Linked DNA regions of Mus musculus: all the other regions are linked to region 1. Evidence: chromatin contacts called from public Hi-C and Micro-C data. All regions are on one chromosome and are shown on one strand. Each heading gives the region's core, a stretch centred on a gene start, on an enhancer-like site or on the middle of the called end of the contact. The rest is flanking DNA. Distances are from core to core; before and after follow the strand shown.

Evidence for each region. A called contact is a pair of places that touch in the nucleus more often than the background predicts.
Region 2: a Hi-C map of bone marrow-derived macrophages shows a contact between it and region 1, with 3 times the contacts expected there. The contact joins the enhancer-like site here to the promoter of Gdf6 in region 1. A contact is called at or near these places in 4 of 39 promoter capture datasets (the HPC-7 cell line, embryonic stem cells, liver and 1 more), 18 of 484 Hi-C or Micro-C datasets (the G1E-ER4 cell line, the HL-1 cell line, bone marrow-derived macrophages and 7 more), 2 of 115 datasets of contacts at active chromatin or transcription factors (embryonic stem cells and pancreatic cancer cells) and 1 of 9 other capture datasets (embryonic stem cells).
Region 3: a Micro-C map of trophoblast stem cells shows a contact between it and region 1, with 2.3 times the contacts expected there. The contact joins the enhancer-like site here to the promoter of Gdf6 in region 1. A contact is called at or near these places in 2 of 39 promoter capture datasets (liver and stem cell-derived epiblast-like cells) and 2 of 484 Hi-C or Micro-C datasets (myocytes and trophoblast stem cells).
Region 4: a contact with region 1 is called in a Micro-C map of embryonic stem cells, with 4 times the contacts expected there. The contact joins the promoter of Asph here to the promoter of Gdf6 in region 1. A contact is called at or near these places in 11 of 484 Hi-C or Micro-C datasets (LSK cells, embryonic stem cells, forebrain and 4 more), 1 of 115 datasets of contacts at active chromatin or transcription factors (pancreatic cancer cells) and 1 of 9 other capture datasets (pancreatic islet).

The regions. Positions count from the first base shown.
Region 1 is chr4:9,842,378-9,846,691 of GRCm38.p6, reverse strand. It overlaps Gdf6 (growth differentiation factor 6), which reads right to left and starts at 2,320. Exons shown (of 2, transcript NM_013526.1): 1 at 1,800-2,320. The coding sequence starts at 2,214.
Region 2 is chr4:9,609,707-9,614,020 of GRCm38.p6, reverse strand. It overlaps Asph (aspartate-beta-hydroxylase), which reads left to right. Exons shown (of 24, transcript NM_023066.3): 4 at 3,083-3,178. Among named protein-coding and RNA genes, the nearest start is that of Asph, 57 kb to the left of the region's middle. Within about 2 kb of position 1,985, at least 13 of the 459 cell types and tissues checked have an H3K27ac peak or open chromatin away from gene starts, as enhancers often do. A contact at or near this core is called in bone marrow-derived macrophages, where this site is marked.
Region 3 is chr4:10,033,414-10,037,727 of GRCm38.p6, reverse strand. No RefSeq gene overlaps it. Among named protein-coding and RNA genes, the nearest start is that of Gm35008, 110 kb to the left of the region's middle. Within about 2 kb of position 2,212, at least 15 of the 459 cell types and tissues checked have an H3K27ac peak or open chromatin away from gene starts, as enhancers often do. A contact at or near this core is called in myocytes and trophoblast stem cells, where this site is marked.
Region 4 is chr4:9,667,055-9,671,368 of GRCm38.p6, reverse strand. It overlaps Asph (aspartate-beta-hydroxylase), which reads left to right and starts at 2,207. Exons shown (of 24, transcript NM_023066.3): 1 at 2,207-2,588. The coding sequence starts at 2,459.

The DNA.
Region 1 (4,314 bases), core at 1,071-3,570:
GACAGCTTTTCATGCTTTCTGAAATTCCAAAGTCTCCTACCTTGGAAGAGCACACACTGTCCTTTGGTCCTGTGCCAAGGAACTCTCAGGGAGTAGTGAACCAATGAGGGTGTCTGCCTGGGGTAAAATGGGAGAGCCTGCCACTTCCCAGGAAAAGAAAAAAAAAAAAAAACGTACCCATCGCCTGGCAGCCTAGGCCTCTAGGATTTCTTCCCTTAAAGCAGTATTCTCTGACCTTCAGTCACTTCTCCTTTGGTGATGGCACTAGAGATGCCAGGTTAACAGAGAAGTTGCTGGGAGAGACTGCACTGCAGCGCGGTAGGAAGAAGCTGGCGCTGCAGTTAGAGTACCCAGGTCCAAGACCTAGTAGCAGCAATACGAAGAAGCCACGTGTCTTTGTAAAGGTGACTTTATTATTCCTAAAATCGTCATAAAATACAGCGGCGTTAATTTGCTATCGAGACCTTTCAGCAGCTCATAACCCAGCTGACCTCGGATTGTAGCTGAGTACCTGGCTGGGCCAGAACCTTGGCTGCGAAGAAAAGCAGCTTCCAGAAAGCTGGATGCTGGAGATTGAATAGAGCTTGGGGCAGGTGGGGGAGGGGGACATTAGCCTACTCTGGAAAGGTTCAAGGGAACAATTCAGGTAGATAGATGTAGCTGAGCAGACAATTAAGGTAGATAGATGTAGGTGAGCAGTTCCCTCAGCCCAATCCCGGGGACTCTTGAATTTCTGGGTACTTTCCTCTGAACCCGAACCTGTGGGTCTAGGAAGAGAGTCAAAGCTAAGTCTGGGAGTATGGGACGTACCTCTTACCTTCTCTGTACCTTCCTCTCAGCCCTTTGCTATTTCTCTCCTCCTTTCTTGCTTTTTCGGAATTACTTTTCCTCTCTAGGAGCCAGTGGAACTTTCCCCAATCTCTGAAGATTTCTCTGAGATGCTATGATTTCATTGCCCATGCTATGCTGTGGATCAGCGATAATAGCAAGAGGAGGAAGCTCAGAATCCTATAGACGGGAATGCATCCTGTCTGGCACAGGGGATGAGGGTAGGGTCCCGAGATGATCATCGATAGAAGGGTTGCCTGGCTGAGAAAGGTAGATGAGTACCGTCCTGTAGTACAGTAAGCACCAACAACTCCACGCTTTTATCAGTCCCAGTTTCAGCCCACCCCGAAGATGGTGGCTTGAAAACTATCATGTGTGAGACGAGGAAAAATAAAAACGGTGCCACAAGGCACTGGGTGCCCACCTGGCTGATATTTCCCCACACCCTACGCAGGACATCGGGTGAACCCACAGGGCTGCTGGATCTAGGCACTGCCTGACACCGATCCTAGACGGATTGACTACCTTGTGCTGGCTTTTCCTTGAGAGACAGGAGGCTCTCTAAAGCTCTCATGAATGCTCTAGGGCCCGCGACCCTCACAAGCTTTGGAGCCAGGGTCTCTCAGTCCTTTCTCTGACCCTTCTCCCTTTCCCTTCATTTGCTCATCACTTCTTTTCCTCTATGCTTCCTCTGCTAGCTACCAGACCATTGACCGCCGCGATGCTTTCGGCAAAATAGAAAACAGGAAGGAAAAGGAGAGAAAAAAAGTAAGAAAGTAGGGGAGAATTGCAGACTGGAGCAAAAAGCTGCAGCTGCACTCAGAATTGGGGGCTTGAGAAAAGTAAAATAGGGGGGAGGTGTCCAAAATGCGAAGGGAATTCACAAAAGCAGCCTCTTGCCAGAGCCTGGGTAGAGCTCTGGCTGAGGAGCTCCAACTGGAGAGGAGTCGGGCGCTTTCTTTGCCACTTACCCAGTCCTCTGTCTACAAAGCTAGTGATCGTATTAGCTGACTTGGAAGACTGGAAAAAGCTGGCATTGATGCCCAGCTTCTCGGCAATGGAGTAAGTCTTGTAGATTGACAGCATGTACTCGTGAGGCACCACGCGCAGCCCCCTGCCCGGCGGCTCCTGCCCCTGATGTTGTCCGGGCGGCCGCCGCCGGAGGTCCTTCTGCCGCAGCCCGTGCTCCGGGGGCGTCCGGCCCTCGGCACTCTCTTGTGGAGTTCGCTGCATCTTCCCTTCTTTGCGGTTCCCCACGTCTTTGGTGGAGTCCAATTCGGTGGAGGAGGAGGAGGACGAGGAGATGGAAGCCTGCTGGAAACCCGGCAAATCCCAGAGGAAGCTAATGAGGAAGATCGCCCAGAGAAGGACCCTAGGAGTGTCCATGGCGAGCGAGTGGCTAAGTTACTCGGAGAGGCGGCGGCGACAGCAGCGGCTGCGCCGGGCGCGAAAGGCACGGAGCGGCTGGACAGCGGCGGGGGCCGCGCTCCTCCTGCAGACTACGAGTGCGGGGAGCCGGGTAGCAGCTACACAAATCCAGGCCCTGCCACGCCCCCTCCCGCCCCTCGCCGGGAGGTGGGGAGAGGAGGGGAGAGCAGCGCTGCGGGGATAGGGAGGGAGGCGGGTAGTGCGGGCAGGAGGTGTGGGGTGGGGGGCAGCGGTGGGCTGTGGTGGTGGCAAGGTGAGAGCTGGAAGAGCCCCACGGGGTCCGGAGCGCCGACTGGGCGAGCCAGAGGCGAGCGCCTCTGTCCCAGGGTTGGGGAGCCAGAGCCCGCAGGCAGCCGCCTGCGCCGGGGACCGTCAGTCCCCACCAGCTGCTCGAACTTCTCCAGGGACCCGGGGGAGTGGCAGCCGCGGCGGCTGGCTCGGAGCGGGGGTGGGGGTGGGGGGCTGCTGCCGCAGGCTGCGCCCTGGCTCCGGGCAGTGGCACCCTCTCTTTGCCACCCTACCCTCCTAGCGGGCGGTTAGCACCCTCTCACCCCCCCCCCCCCGCGCGCCCACAAGTTTCATCCCTGAGTCCCGGAAGCCAGGCGCAGGGGCCAGTCCTTCACAGCCCCCTTCTCTTGGTAGAATGCTGCTTTCCACAAAGACCCGCGTCAATTCCCGACCTTCGAGGTCAGGCAAAGGCCACCAGTCTTCAGAGTTTGGACCGGTGCTCGGAGCTGCCGCGCTCTCCTGCAGGCCCCAGACTCTCCTCTCGCAGACCTCAATCTCTGGTGTTTGCTCCAGCTGCTTCATTTCTCTTTCGTGGGACCCCACACTTCTCTGGACCCTTAGGGGCTTGACTCCCTCTTCTTCTGCACCCGTACTTCCTTTTTCCTCTTTCCTATTGTCTTCAGGAATTAGTCCTTCCCCCAAATTCCTTCCCATTCCGATTCGATACCTCTCCTCACCCAGTCCCTGCCCCCCAAATATGCTTTTTTTTTTGGCTGTGGCCTCCCAACTCTCTGATCCCCACCCTCTCTCTCCCCCTTTCACCAGACCCCTCCCTGCGCAGCTCTACCCCAATCTGTTTCTCTTCAGCCCAGCCTCGCCCCATCACGAGTTTCCTTTATCTGTCCCCAGATTCCCAGTGTCTTCCCCGCCCACCGCCCCGCGGTTCAGGACGTTGCTAGGTTTGGCGGCGAAGCGTTGCTTCTCTCGCACAGCGCTCTAGACGGAAGTTGTCCAGAGTCTTTACAGGGTACTCACGCACCATCTGTAAACGTCCTCCTGTAAATTACTCCACTTATGGATTTAAAAAAAAAAGGGGGGGGGCAAAAGGCTCAGAGATAAAGGCTTTCCAGGGCCATTCAGCCAAGAGGGCACAGCCACGGATAGACCCAGGAAGCAGTGGTTCCACCATTCTGCTCCTCCTGGTTTGAGCTGTGTCTCTGTGGGTTCTCTCGCCCTGGCCCTCCTGTCTTCATTGGGACCTTGCAGGCGTGAGGATAATTTGGTCCTCTCTCCCCTTCTCTTTACTCTGACTTCCTTAAGAGGCATGACACTCACCTTGGACATCTGCTGTGTCAGGCCTGGCTCTATGGCCTTAGCAAACAGTTTCACATAATCTTCATAACAAGCCTGAGACAAGGGCCACATTATCTCTATTTTACAGACAGAGAAACTGAGGCCCACGATCACACTGCTCCTGTATTGCCACTACTCCTAATTGCGAGGCTATTGAGAGGGGCTGCTTTGCTCTCTATCACTAGAGATTCTGGTTCTACCCCAACCCATTTAACGTCCCTTAGGGCTACTCAGTTCATGACTGCCAACCCATGGCCTGTCTGGGACTTGAAGGAGTCTAGCTTCTTCCTTCTGCTTTCTAGCATTATCATTCACCAGTGTAAGGCTGAGAAAGGAGCTAGGAAGTTTTAAGTCTTAAATAATGCTTAGCCCACTAGGACGAAAAGCTCTCTCTGTTCATGTTCCTTCATCTTTGGTGCACATGTCCTTCATACATTACTGTTATCCAGAGATGACACCCTCATCTCTTAATGTCTA
Region 2 (4,314 bases), core at 736-3,235, 230 kb after region 1:
GGCAGGAAGAGTCCCTCAGAAGTCTGGGGCAGCCAGGCAGTGGCCCCTTTGCTTCTGAATAGCTCATCTGGAAGAGGCTTGCCTTTGCCTCTGGGAGCTGAGTCGTTGTCTGAGGCTGTAGGGGCTGAGAGCAAGCCAGCTTGCAACTGCTCTACCAATTAAGTTAGATGGTAGAAAGAGAGACAAAGACAGAGAGACAGAGACAGACAGAGAGAGAGACAGACAGACAGAGACACACACACACACACACACACACACACACACACACACACACACACAGAGAGAGAGACAGAGAGAGAGACAGAGAGAGAGAGAAAAAAAAAAACTCAAGCTAGTGTGAATCTGGATATAGCCTGGACGTAGCGCTGAGCAGCTGTCTGTAAGTGTGTCATTTGACTGATAGTTTGGGTGGAAATGAAGCTGTGCAGTATTGTCTTTTGTGATATTTTCCATGTTTTTTATTCTTTGGATTATAATGATAAATGATTCCCAGTTGTGTTACAGAAAGCTGCCTCTTTGTGTATTGTGTCTGAAAACTTAAACTGGTACCCTTTGATTTCATTGTATGCATCCACAGGGACTAGACCACAAATGGATTACATTTTATAATGTAACTTTAAATATTCATTTCAAGTTCCAGCCCTAACCCTTTGTCATGTGTACTTCTCAATAAATGAATCAAGCTTTAACACAAACAAACAACAAAAAACCTCTTTCCTCTTAGTCTGAATTGGTCACATGTGTTATTTATGTCGGTTTTGTATAACAGGAGTTACTACTGTACAGGGATGGCCAGGGCTTCTCCGAGGGTTATTAAAGCTATTTCAGTGTGGCTTCCTTTGTTAAAAGTTTGTAGGGGCCCAGTAAAGGAGATGCATAAATATGGTTTTCACTGCTTTGAAATTTATAATAAAATTTATTTGTGCAAATGTCCCCTCTGGATATAGCACTGAATAGCTGTTTGAAAGTATGTCATTTGACTGATGGTTTGGGTGGAAATGAAGCTGGTTAGCATTTTCTTTTCATACATTTTTCCATTCTTTTTATCCTTTGGATTGTAAAGGTAAATGACTCCCAGTTGAGTTACAGAAAGCTAGCTCTTTGTGTATTGTGTCTGAAGACTTAGACTGGTACCTTTTAAATACATCATTTCTTCCTTTTTCAAATGAAATGGACTTTTCTAGGTTTGGTAAGAATGGAGTTTCTGGCACTTGCATCTGCCATTGGATGGGACTATTGTTGAAAACACTTTAAATGCAGACCAGTTTGAAAGCCAGTTGAGTGTATGTTAGTGAAGGGTGATGTTGTAGCCTTCCATTCACACTGAGACACTTCTGAGAATATAGTTACTGTTGCTTGACATCAGGCACATACTGATACCACCTGGGGAAAACTAGACACATTATAGAGAAATCGTGGATACAGTCAAATCTCTTGAAAACAGTAGCAGCAGGATTGTTGCATTCTTCTTAGGAATCCCTTGTAAACTGTAAGAGCAAGATTGTTGCAGTCCTTGTTTCTCCACTGACATCCCTGTGCCAACCAGGCATATCTAAGGCTCTTTGACCCTGCAGTGAGCCTCTTTGTAGTGGACTGGCAGAGTGGGCCCCACTGCATGCCCTCGCCCTGAAGTAGGCATTTCTGTAGCAATTGCTTTGGCCAACTGTCGACTGACATACTGAATGCAGAGACAAAGCACATGAGTCCATGGAATCCTAAGCCTCTCCTGATTGACTGAGCACAACTCACCTACTGCCAGTCAAGAGGTAAAAGGGCGGGCTACATCAGTGAGAAAGAGCTTTGTCGTTTTCATGCTGTATTTCAAGTAGATGTGAGGCACTGTAAGGATTTCCAACCCTACTCACACTCTGAGCAAGTGAACTAGTTTGAAATCTCTTTTATAGTTAGATTACACTGATGTGTAGAACAAAGCGGTGTGTGGTGGTGGTGTGTACAGGGAGTGTTGAAATTGAGGAAATAGAAGATTGCCAAGCCAGCCTGTTGCTTTTGCAGTCTCTGTAAGAGTACAGAAGTAACCTCTGGCAGAAACAAGAATAAGAGACCAGACAAAGAATAAAGTAAAATGCTTGAGTTGACATAAGGGGAGTGTGGGCATTAACTGTACAGTGGTACCTACAGTCTACAGAATGTGAGAGCTGGCTTGACCTTTTCTCCAAGGGCCACTGTGCCCATCTTCCCAGATGCCACCCTCGTCCAGCTCTCAGTGAGGGCAAAGAAGCTCAGACTCAGCAAACAGAATTGGACTCTTAGTCCTGCCTTGGTTTCCTGAACAGCTGTATTAAGGATTTATCTAATGTTCCCTTCCACATGCAACACATCACAGCACTACCTTAGTGTTTATGTGGCTCATGTTAACTTGCTTCCTGCCTTATTTTTTATTACCGTTTGTTTTGTTTTGTTTTTGAGGCGGGCTTCTCTGTGTAGCCCTTCCTGTCCAGGGATTGCTCTGTAGCCCAGGCTAGCCTTAAACTCATAGAAATCCACCTGCCTCTGCCTCCCTCGTGCTGGGATTTCAGGTATGCCCCTCCCCCAGCTCAGCTTTCCTTACTTTTAAACAGATTTTTTTGGATACCTTTTAGCTCTAGAAAAATAATATGGTTGCTTACAGGTGGTACTTTGTGAAACTTGTACTGCGTTACATATGATTTATTGAAAACTCTGGTATTCCCTAATCAAACATTACACATGAAAAGTGAACTCAGGTCTGGAGTGTGCACAGCCCAGCTTATGAGTGTCATATGGTCCCTTCTGCTGGGCACTGAGCTCTGGCTTACAAGGTCCTTAAACAAGACAGGAGTCTGGACTCCCACGCATCTTCTTTTGGCAAGGCTAGACATGGTTAGTCTATGTTGTGAATATTTATCAATCCCTTTTAAAAAGTTTTAAGTACACGGAAGACCCTCATGAGATGAAAGACCCTTTCCTCGGTCTTAAACACAGTACTGGGAAGCCCGAGCGTCCTGTCCCACCAATCACATGTTTGAAAGTTACTTTTTCTGATTTAAAGTATAAAGGTGATTTTTAAAGAAGTCTTAGTTAACACTGTGAATAAAAAATGCAGGCCTTAAAGAAAGATCTCCTTCTGAGAGGACATTTCCACCGGAGGAGGAGGCAGAGACTCACGCTGAGCTGGAGGAGCAGGCCCCTGAGGGGGCAGGTAAGTGTCACTGAACACTCTGCAGGGCTGCTTGGTCTGCAGGTATCTTTTCAGTTACCACTCATGTCTCACCCCATTGTTCACATCATTTATAAAACGAGCTGCCGTTTGTTCTCTTCTGGGATTATAATAAATACTCTTGTAGTGAAGATGTGTCTAGGGTTATTTTAATAAAAATTCCAAGGCACAGGTTATTGTTGTCCGTTGCCCATGACCATGCAGTTGGGAACGACAGAAGCCAAATGCGTCCTGACTTTAACTCCAGCACTCTTGCCTTATTATATCCAAAGTAGGAACAGGCGCAGACTGTACACAGCCTGTTTGCTGTCTGCCCCATGCACGATTCCACCAGGAATGAAGAGCTAAGCATCCCCTGTCCTCTTCCCATCTGTGCCCAAAGCAATAGCCTCTGTTGACGTCCTTGTTTTAGGTAAGCACTTCCTGCCAGAAGACACCAGAGACAGAAAGAAATGCTTCCGTAGATCAGTTCATATTCTTTCCACAAAGGGACTTTGACTCATAGATTGGGTATGCTGACGTATTTTAACAAATTGGCACATAAAAATATAATCTATCACCATTATTTTCTGATTGTGGCATAGTAATTTATAGAATATTAGCTTCTGTACTTTGTCGCAATAATTAAGAAAATTGGTTTCACTGCGCCACCTATTGGAAGTGCTGGATATGACACTTTATTGGAAACAATACATGGCCCCAAGTTGTGCTGGTGAATACTATTTGATTTTCTTTGCTTCATTCCTTTAAGGAATAGTATATTAGTCTGAGTTTTATTATGTGTTTATTTCTGAATTTCAGGAGAACTTACTGTATCCCTCCTATGACTGTGGAATTAGTGTAAGCCTCCAGAATCCACAATACTTTTTAAAAAGTTTTTTTTAAATATTTGAATTTAACACATAATATTTTACTTTTTAGCAAATAAATTTGTAGTTAAAAAATCAGTTCTTGAGCAAGTATTGGGTCTTAGATGTGCCACATGCCATATTCTTCCCTTTGGTTATTAGAATCATTCATATTCTTTGCAAATGATCGCTTACTCCAGTGAACTGTTAGCCTCCATTCTTTTTAACCTCTTGGCAATGTCCCTTCCAGGTTACATTCTGCTCTCTCAG
Region 3 (4,314 bases), core at 963-3,462, 190 kb before region 1:
TTAGTGATTAGAAAAACACAAGGTATAACTACTCTACAACTTCATCTTACCCCAGTCAGAATGGCTACGATCAAAGAAACATCTAACAAGTTCCAGCAATGATCTCAGGAAATGGGAAGCCTCATTGACAGTTGGTGGGACTGCAAACTGGTGAGGCCACTATGAAAATCAGTGAGATTACTTACAGATCTAAAATTAGATCTACTGTATGCCCCATTTATACCACTCTGACATATGCCCAAACGACTAGAAAACCTACTCCAAAGATACTTGTTCACTCATGTTCATGGGTCCTCTGTTTATAATAGCTAGAGAATAAAAAGTATTTAAGTAACCTTCAACCAATGAATGGATGATAAAAACGGGGTATATACACACCATGGGATACTAGTCAGCTATAAATTCCTGTCTAAAAAAAAACAAAACAAAACAAAACAAGGCACCAACAACAACAACCCCCTCCCCCCCCAAAAAAAAAAATTATACTGAGTTAGGTAACCCTGACGTAGAAAAACTAAATACCATGCCCTCTCCCTCATTCATGAATATCAAAATTTTCATTCTTAATGACAACATGGCAGGTATTCCTGTTTGAGCCCTGAAATTTTCTATGCAGATCTGCTGTCTCCTGAGCCACAGAAGGCTCACTTTCACAGACTATGCCCACTAGGTTTAGCTGATCCTGATTCCTAGTTGGGTTGGCCAATCAGACAGCTCATGGAGAAGTGGGAAGAAAACTTTTTTCTTTGTCTGCATTCCACAGATTTTCTCTTACTGACTTCTCTGTTTGTTACTATGTGTGTGAATATGTGTGTGGTAATCAGTCTCTTCAGGTATCTCTTTGTGTGTGTATGTGTGGTGAGGGTACACACATACATTTTAGGCCATGACTTCTATAATATTGGACTAATCTAGTCAAAGATTTCAACATCTCTAGTCACTCAATTTTTTTCTATAGCTGAATCTCTAAAACATAGAGGCAGTAGAACTGCTGGTTCTTGATAATCTAACCAATTTCTCTAACCAATCCATTGATTGTGAAAGGCCCTTTATCCAACATTGTGAAAAGGTCATTTTGATGCTCCTTTTAGGATGTCAACTGTTTCTTTCCTACTAGTACTTTTGGAAGTATAACTCCTCCAGTCTTGCTTATCCCTTTCATTCTCTTGCCAAGAACCTATGTTTCCACCTCACTTGTGTACCTTACCATGTAATCTTTCTTCTTTCCCTGACATGACCAGACTCTCTTACATGTCACAGTACAAATGCAAACTTCAACTTTCCCCAGACAACATTCCTGATCATCACATCCCCTCCCCGTTGCATTAGGGTCTCCTCATGTGTTCCCACCCAACCCTAATCTTAACTTGTATCACTATCTGTGAGGATGTCTGAAACCCCACAGTAAAAAGAAAGACAAGCTTGGAAAGTATTAAATGTTAATCTCTGAAACTCTTGTGCTTGGGGGATCCCATTCGAAAAGGTGATAAACAGACTTGATGAGAGAATGACACACATGAACCAAGAATGATTACAAAGGTCTTTAAAGTAACCAGAAAGGATCTGGGTGCCAGGCAGAGGAAGGAGAACTTTAGTGGTCATCTCCTGATTCTTCAGAGATAGAAGGGACCCTAAGCTGAGGAATGTGGGTAGACTTTAGGAGCTACAAAAAGCAAGGGATGCATTCTCACCTAAAGGTTCCAAAAGAAATACAGCACCCTGACTTGGATAAGGTTCATTTTGGATGTCTGACACAGAACTGTAAAACAATAACTCTCATCACGTTGTCAGATCCTGGAGGTCAGGTGTCATGTCTCACACTTGTCTTCCATGCTCGTCCACAGAACTTGGTGTATTTCTCAAACATATTTATAAAAGAATTCAACATTATCTCATCAACCTGTAAAATTTTAATGCCTCTGGGCCTATTGTTCTTGTAACTATAGTTTTATTTTTTGCTGAAAAAAAGAGATCTATGCTTGTCCATAACACATTTAAAAATAGCCTTTAGTTATTAATCTACCATAAAATCATTGAGAAAAATAACCAGCCTCTTGCCAAAGAGAACAAAGATTCAGGAATTTGAAGGCACCCACAGTGTCCTTCCTCTCAGGAAAGCAGCTGTGGTAGCTGCGGCTTGCCACAGGACATGCCCAACTCCCCAGATGGACAAGGAAGGAACAATTTGTTCCTTCCCCTAGAGCAGCTGGCCCTGGTTTTGGCTAGATCTGGATCCCCAGGTCTCATGGGCACTGGTTGCTACAGTTCAGCAAGAGACTCCAGCTCTGGTATTTCCAGAAGAGCTGTTCTCTGGAAATCTGGAAGGGACACCTTCTCACCACAATCTTGTTCTTATAGCAACAGCAATGAATGACCTGCAAATCCCACAATCTGTCCATGAAATGAGAGTTAACACTGGTTCAAAGCCTATTTGACTTTGCTAAGAGCTCTGGAACAGGAGCCAGGAACCCCAGGGTCTTGTCTGGTTCTACTACTGGCCAGCTATGTGACCCTGACTAATTTGCTCCTGTAGGAAAATGGGCTTCTGTGGTCACTGTGGCATCCTGCATTTTAAGAGATTGTGACAGTTCTACAATTCTCAAACACACTGATGCTTAAAAACTGCCCATGACAAACTACTCCCACCAATGATAGCTTCTCACCAAGACAGAAGAAAGAGAAAACAAAAGCTAGGGGCTGTTTTAAAAGGTGAAAGCAAAGAGGATAGGAGGAAAATGGAATTCAGTGAGCATGTAGGACATAGCACATTCTTTCTCTGGCCTCAGATCACAAATGCTGCAATCTTACAAAATATTCTATCAAAATGCCTCTGACCTTGGAGAAAAGTGAAGAAAGCATGGAGGAACTAAGCCTGTGGCAAAGAGGAAACCAAGGATGGAGCCTTGGCTTCACACACTCTAGGAACAAACCAGACCAAGTGGAACCCTCCACCCTCTTTACTGTCTATTTTGAGTCACAGTTCCACTAAGTTGCTCAGGATGAACTTGTCATCCTCCTGCAAGCACTGGGATTATAAGTTTACCTTGAAATTTCACTTTATCATAAAATGGTGTTCCAGCAACTGTTCTGCTGCTGTGAAGAGACACCAATACCATGAGCACAGAAATTCTTGTAAAATAAAAGTTTAATTGGAAGCTTGCTTACAGTTTCAGAGCCTCAGTCCATTATTACCACTGCCGGGAGTATACATGGTGGCAAAGACAGAGAGCAAGAGAGGCAGAAACACGGAGAGAGGAGCGGGGGTGGGGGAGGGAGAGAGATTGGGTCTGGTATGGGTTTTTGAAATCTCAAAGTCCACCTCCAGTAACATTTTTCTTCCAAAAAGTACATATATCATAATTCTTAATCTATCAAATTCTCTATGGCAACCAAGTGCCACACACACTACCGTGAAGTCTGCTTGGCAGGCCGAGAGGCCTGGAAGCGCTCACAAGGCAAAGAGTTTCACGGAAGCTCACCTCCTGGAGTTCTAGCGTTCTCATTAACTCATATACTCATACCCTATTCTCGAGTTAGTCTGGTGTATGGATCCACGTGCTCTCTTTTAGTATTGTCTTATTATAAGTGCCTTTTAAGATTGAATTCTGACATAGCTAAGCCTTCACCAGTGTTCCAACATCCTAGAAAGTCCTTGAGCTGACCATGGGCTTGGAATTCAGTAAGAATGTTGCCTATTCAGTGACATTCAGAATTGCCTCTGGTATTACACTATTACTTAGAATAAAAGCCAAGTTGCTCCCATATACAGGAATTTACAATGGTTTAGGAAGTAGATAGGGCTGTGGTTTTAGAGTATTGCATTATTCATGAGATGGTTAGCTAGAATGGAACTCCCTAATTAGAACCATGACTTGGGTGTGAAAGCCCTTGCCCTAGGAGTGTTAAGACCTCACACCTGACTTCTAAGACTATAGCTGACCTTAGATAGAGATGACTTTGTCTCAGTTGTTTTATTGCCCAGTTCCTGCCAGTCTTTGTGTTTACATTCCTCTGTTTTGTTTAAGAGTCATTAAGCATCCGGTAACCTCATTGTACCTTGCCGATGTGTCACCTAACTTCCCTATTTTCTTCTGTATAAAAAGTTTGATGCTCAGTTTGACAAATTACATTCAAATTCTACATAACCTCTCCTGTGTGCATCTGTCTGTCATTCAATTCCCTCCAACTCCTTGTCCACCTGTGACCAGAGACCTGTTCCACGCAGACAAGGGGCCCAGAGGGTCTTCGGCAACCAAGCATTCAAACACATGAGCCTACTGGGGGAGGCAGTCTTATTCAAACCACCACAAATGA
Region 4 (4,314 bases), core at 958-3,457, 180 kb after region 1:
AACTTCCCTAAACTGTGACCTATGAAAAGTGTCCACACTCAGGCCTCAGTCTGTCTTTGCAGGGAGGGTGTAGATGATCCCAGAAGCCTCTGCTGCAGGAGAGTGGCGTCAAGTAAGATATTCTCAACTGAACGGTAGATTTTTTCTAGGAAGGATAATTTGGAAGTAATTCTGCATGCAGTCTGAGTTCACATCCCCTCTCTATCACCAACTCTGGGACATTCATTACTTTAGCATTGCTGTGACTAAAATACTCAAAGGAAATCACTTAAGAGTGGAAAGGTTTACTAAGGCTCAGAGTTCCAGAGAGACTTTAATCTGTCGTGGCCAGGGAAGGCATAACATTAGCCCCCACTGTCAGAGGCAATGTGAACCCATGGCAGCAGGAGAGCAGGGCCTGGACTAATAAAATAACCCTCAAAGGTCTGCTCCTAGTGGCCTCTTTGGGCAGCCAGGTCATACTTCCTGAGGATTCCTCAGCTCCCCAAACCAGCACCACCAACTGGGAATAAGGGTTGTCTTAGTCAGGGTTTCTATTTCTGCACAAAACCTCATGCCCAAGAAACAAGTTGGGGGTGGGGGGAGGAAGGATTTATGCAGCTTAGACTTTCACACTGCTGGTTCCTCACCAAAGGAAGTCAGGACTGGAACTCAAGCAGGTCAGAAAGCAGGAGCTGATGCAGAGGCCATGGAGGGATGTTACTTACTGGCTTGTTTCCCCTGGCTTGCTCAACTTGCTCTCTTATAGAACCAAGACTACCAGCCCAGAGATGCCACCACCCACAATGGGCTGGGCCCTTCCCTCTTGATCACTAACTGAGAAAATGCCTTACAGCTGGATCTCATGGAGGAACTTCCCCAACTGAAGCTCCTTTCTCTGTGATGACTCCAGCTTGTGCCACGTTGACACACAAAATCAGCCAGCACAAGGGATTAAAACATTTGTGGAAGCTAGTTAAGATTGAACCTTTAAAGCATCAACTCTATAATAGTGTTTTGTGAGTAATTAAAATTTTTTATCTTGGGGATGGAGAGTTATTTATCTATTGTAGTTTAGATATCAGCACCTTCCATTAAGTGATATGGATCAGATTTGCCTCTCTGCCTCCCCCCATTCCCATCATTGTTTCCTGCTGAAAGAATGTCCTTTGTGGGCAAGAAGTTGTGTTCAAAAGAGAGGACTCCTGGGTGCCGAGGAGGCTCAGAGATAAAGAAATGCAGTAAGAATGGACGGCAGCACCCACCTTCATGGCTGTGTGAAAACGATGCCCTCTTTTTCCCTGTTCTGTGAGGCTCTTGGGTTCCACTTTTTTCCCCGGGCGGTACCCAGTATTCACAGCTGACAAGGCAGAGGCCAGTGGACCCTAATGATGGTCAGTGGTGGTTGAGGAAACTGCAGTCTCAGAAGGGGTCGTCCCACAGCAGTGGCTCACTCTGGGTCTTCTACAAGGGGCTGCTTCCAAGAACTCCTGGAAGATCTCGACATTGACAGCAATGTATTAAATCACCACATACTTCATGTTTTTTTGTTACCCACAGACACCATGTGGGCAATTGGTAACAAATGATCATGGTCTCTGCTGGACCTTGGCTGGTTCATCCAGCTGTTGCCATTTTTCTTTTGAATATTCAGTTCTCAATCCCGACGCAGTACACTGCATAAGCATAGGAGATCAATGGCTGGGGACATGAAGAAATTCTAGGTATTAGTGTGATGAGAGTGTTGTGCATGGTTAAGAAAATAGGGTTTTTGAGTCATGTTAACATTTTAATGTCTTAACTAAAGGTTCTCCAAAACTACTGATGGCACAAATCCTTATTTTTGACACTGGAAGGCTCAACAATCACAGTGTACTGGCGGAACTGTGGCAAATCCTTTTCAAAGAGAGGGCTTGCACCCTTGGTCGTACTTAGGCACCGGAACCAAATTCCCAAGAAGCCAAGAGGTGGTGCGCAGCTCTCGGGCACCGCCCTCATACCCGCCCCATCCCGTTGGAGCCAGAACACCAACGCTCGCGAGAGTCCTGCCGGCTTCCACGTTTGCCACGTTCCAGAGGATCCAGGCAGACTAGAAAGCCACAAGCCGCTGGGGCTTTGCAGTCACTGCGCAGCAAAAGACAAGCTTTGGCCTGAGGAGGGCAGGCGCGCGTAGCCTGCCCCGCCCCCTGCCAGCGGTCCTCGGGATTGGCTCGTGTTGGCGTCTTTCAGATCTGGTGGGTGGGCAGAGGCTGGCGTGGGCGGGGCCGAGGCCGGGGGGAGCTGAGCGCTCTTGGCAGCCTAAGGAGTCGCAGGCTGGGCGCACGCGAGGCTAACCGCGCGGCTGCACGCTGGTGCAAGTCGTCCGAGGCGCAGCGAGCGCAGTGGACGCTAAGGCGCTGCTACAGGAGTCTCGAAGCCCCGGTGTCCCTAGTGCACTCAGCAAGGCCCCGGTTCTCTGCAGTCCCCGGAGCAGCTCGCGATGGCCCCGCGCAAGAACGCCAAGGGCGGCGGCGGCAACAGCAGCAGCAGCGGCAGCGGCAGCGGCTCGGGCAGCGGTAGCCCGAGCACGGGTAGCAGCGGTAGCAGCAGTAGCCCCGGGGCTCGGAGAGGTCAGAGTCCCCGCAGGCCAGGCCCTGGCTGCGGGCGGGAGCCGGGTGGGCGCTGCAGGTCTGGTCTGATCCTACGTCCGCCGCTCCTCTCCATCCTTAGCGAGGCTCCTGTGTGCGCGGGGCGAGGCCGCGCTCACCGGGCGGGGAGGCGGAGGAGCAGAGTCGGCCGGAGGGGGACCCCTAGCACCAGCCTGCCCGAGCATTGGCCGGCCCTTTCTTGCCTTTCCTGATGGAAGCTGGGTGTAGAGGGCCCTTTATCTTTTTGCAGTTTTCGGGGCGCTTGACCCTGAGCCAAAGTCAGAGAAAGTAAGTTTCAGCCTGGCCAGCAGCGTTGAGGAGCGGCTTGGAGGAGTGTATTCAAGGGCCGGGATGAGACTTGATGCTTCGTTCTTGCAAATTATTTTAAGGAGTTTTGTTTAGTTTTCTTAATATGTATTGCGTTTGCCTTTTAAAATACAAAGGGACATCATAAAGTACTATAGGGATTTTCTCTGTGCCTCCTTTTTCTTTTCTCAATAAAATAAAATAAAATCATAACCCCCCCCCCCCCAAAAAAAAAACCCAACCAAACAAAAAACCCAAAACCCACAAACAAAAAACCCTACTGGTTATTCACCTTTCTTCTCCATGTGCTTAGCCAGCAGAGTGGAGAACAGATGTTTTAAATCTGTTTCGTGTCAGATTTCACCGGTTCTCGGTTTCTCTTATATTTCCTTTGACTCATATTTAGAATATTGGAACTGGAACACACATGTGTATTGAATGTGAGCTCTCAATATCACTGGAAATGATTTAGATTCTATGCTTTGGTCTATGGGCAGCTCATTATTATATGTCATATATAGATTGGATGATTATGGTTTTATTAGTATATGTCAGGACGATAGATGAGCCAACTATGGTTTTTCTTCATAGCACTTGCTGTCTTCATGTATATTCTGTCTTCATGTATTGTCTTTGTTTCACTCTCTTCTATTCCCCATTATCAACTAGAATAGTTCGTTTCCTTAATAGCTGTGCAATAAATATTTGATTAGAAAATGAATGAATAAATGTAAATGGGGAAAGTTAGGCAGTTAAATCCATTGTACACATTAACATTCTGAGAGCTGTTTGTATTCTTAATGGAAAGGACTCTATGTACACAGTTTGAGGTCCAAGGCCACTGTAGTAATTAATTCACCTCAATACCGGTAAAAATGACATTCAGGCTCTCTGGCTCCTAAGTCAGCTAATCTGACATCGGCAGCGCCATTGCTTTGTGGTTGGAGCATAGATTTGAAGTATGTGAATGAGAAGAGCCTACTGAATGTTGAGGAGAAAGCTAATGAGCAAGATTTTAATGTGTTCTGTAGCGATTGCCTGGTGAAATGCGTCTGCTGCTGTCCTGGGAGCTTTGTGTGTGCTGGGGAAGTGCTTTAGCCGCTGAGCTACATCCTAGACTTTCATCTCTATCCTTTACACCCTGATTGCATCCAGGGAAGTCTCTTATGAGGCCTGCCAGTACAGAGAGTGTGCACCGTCCCCTGATAAGTACCAGTGTTACAGTCAGCTGGTAGGGCTGGGAAACCCCAGGATGTATAGTACCTTATTCTTAGGATGTATATATAGTCCCTTATTCTATCATTAGGATGTATAGTCCCTTAGTCTATCATTTGCCCACACTTTAGAGTGACATAACTATAATGAAGCACAATTTCATTCATAATGAATGAAACACCTGTGT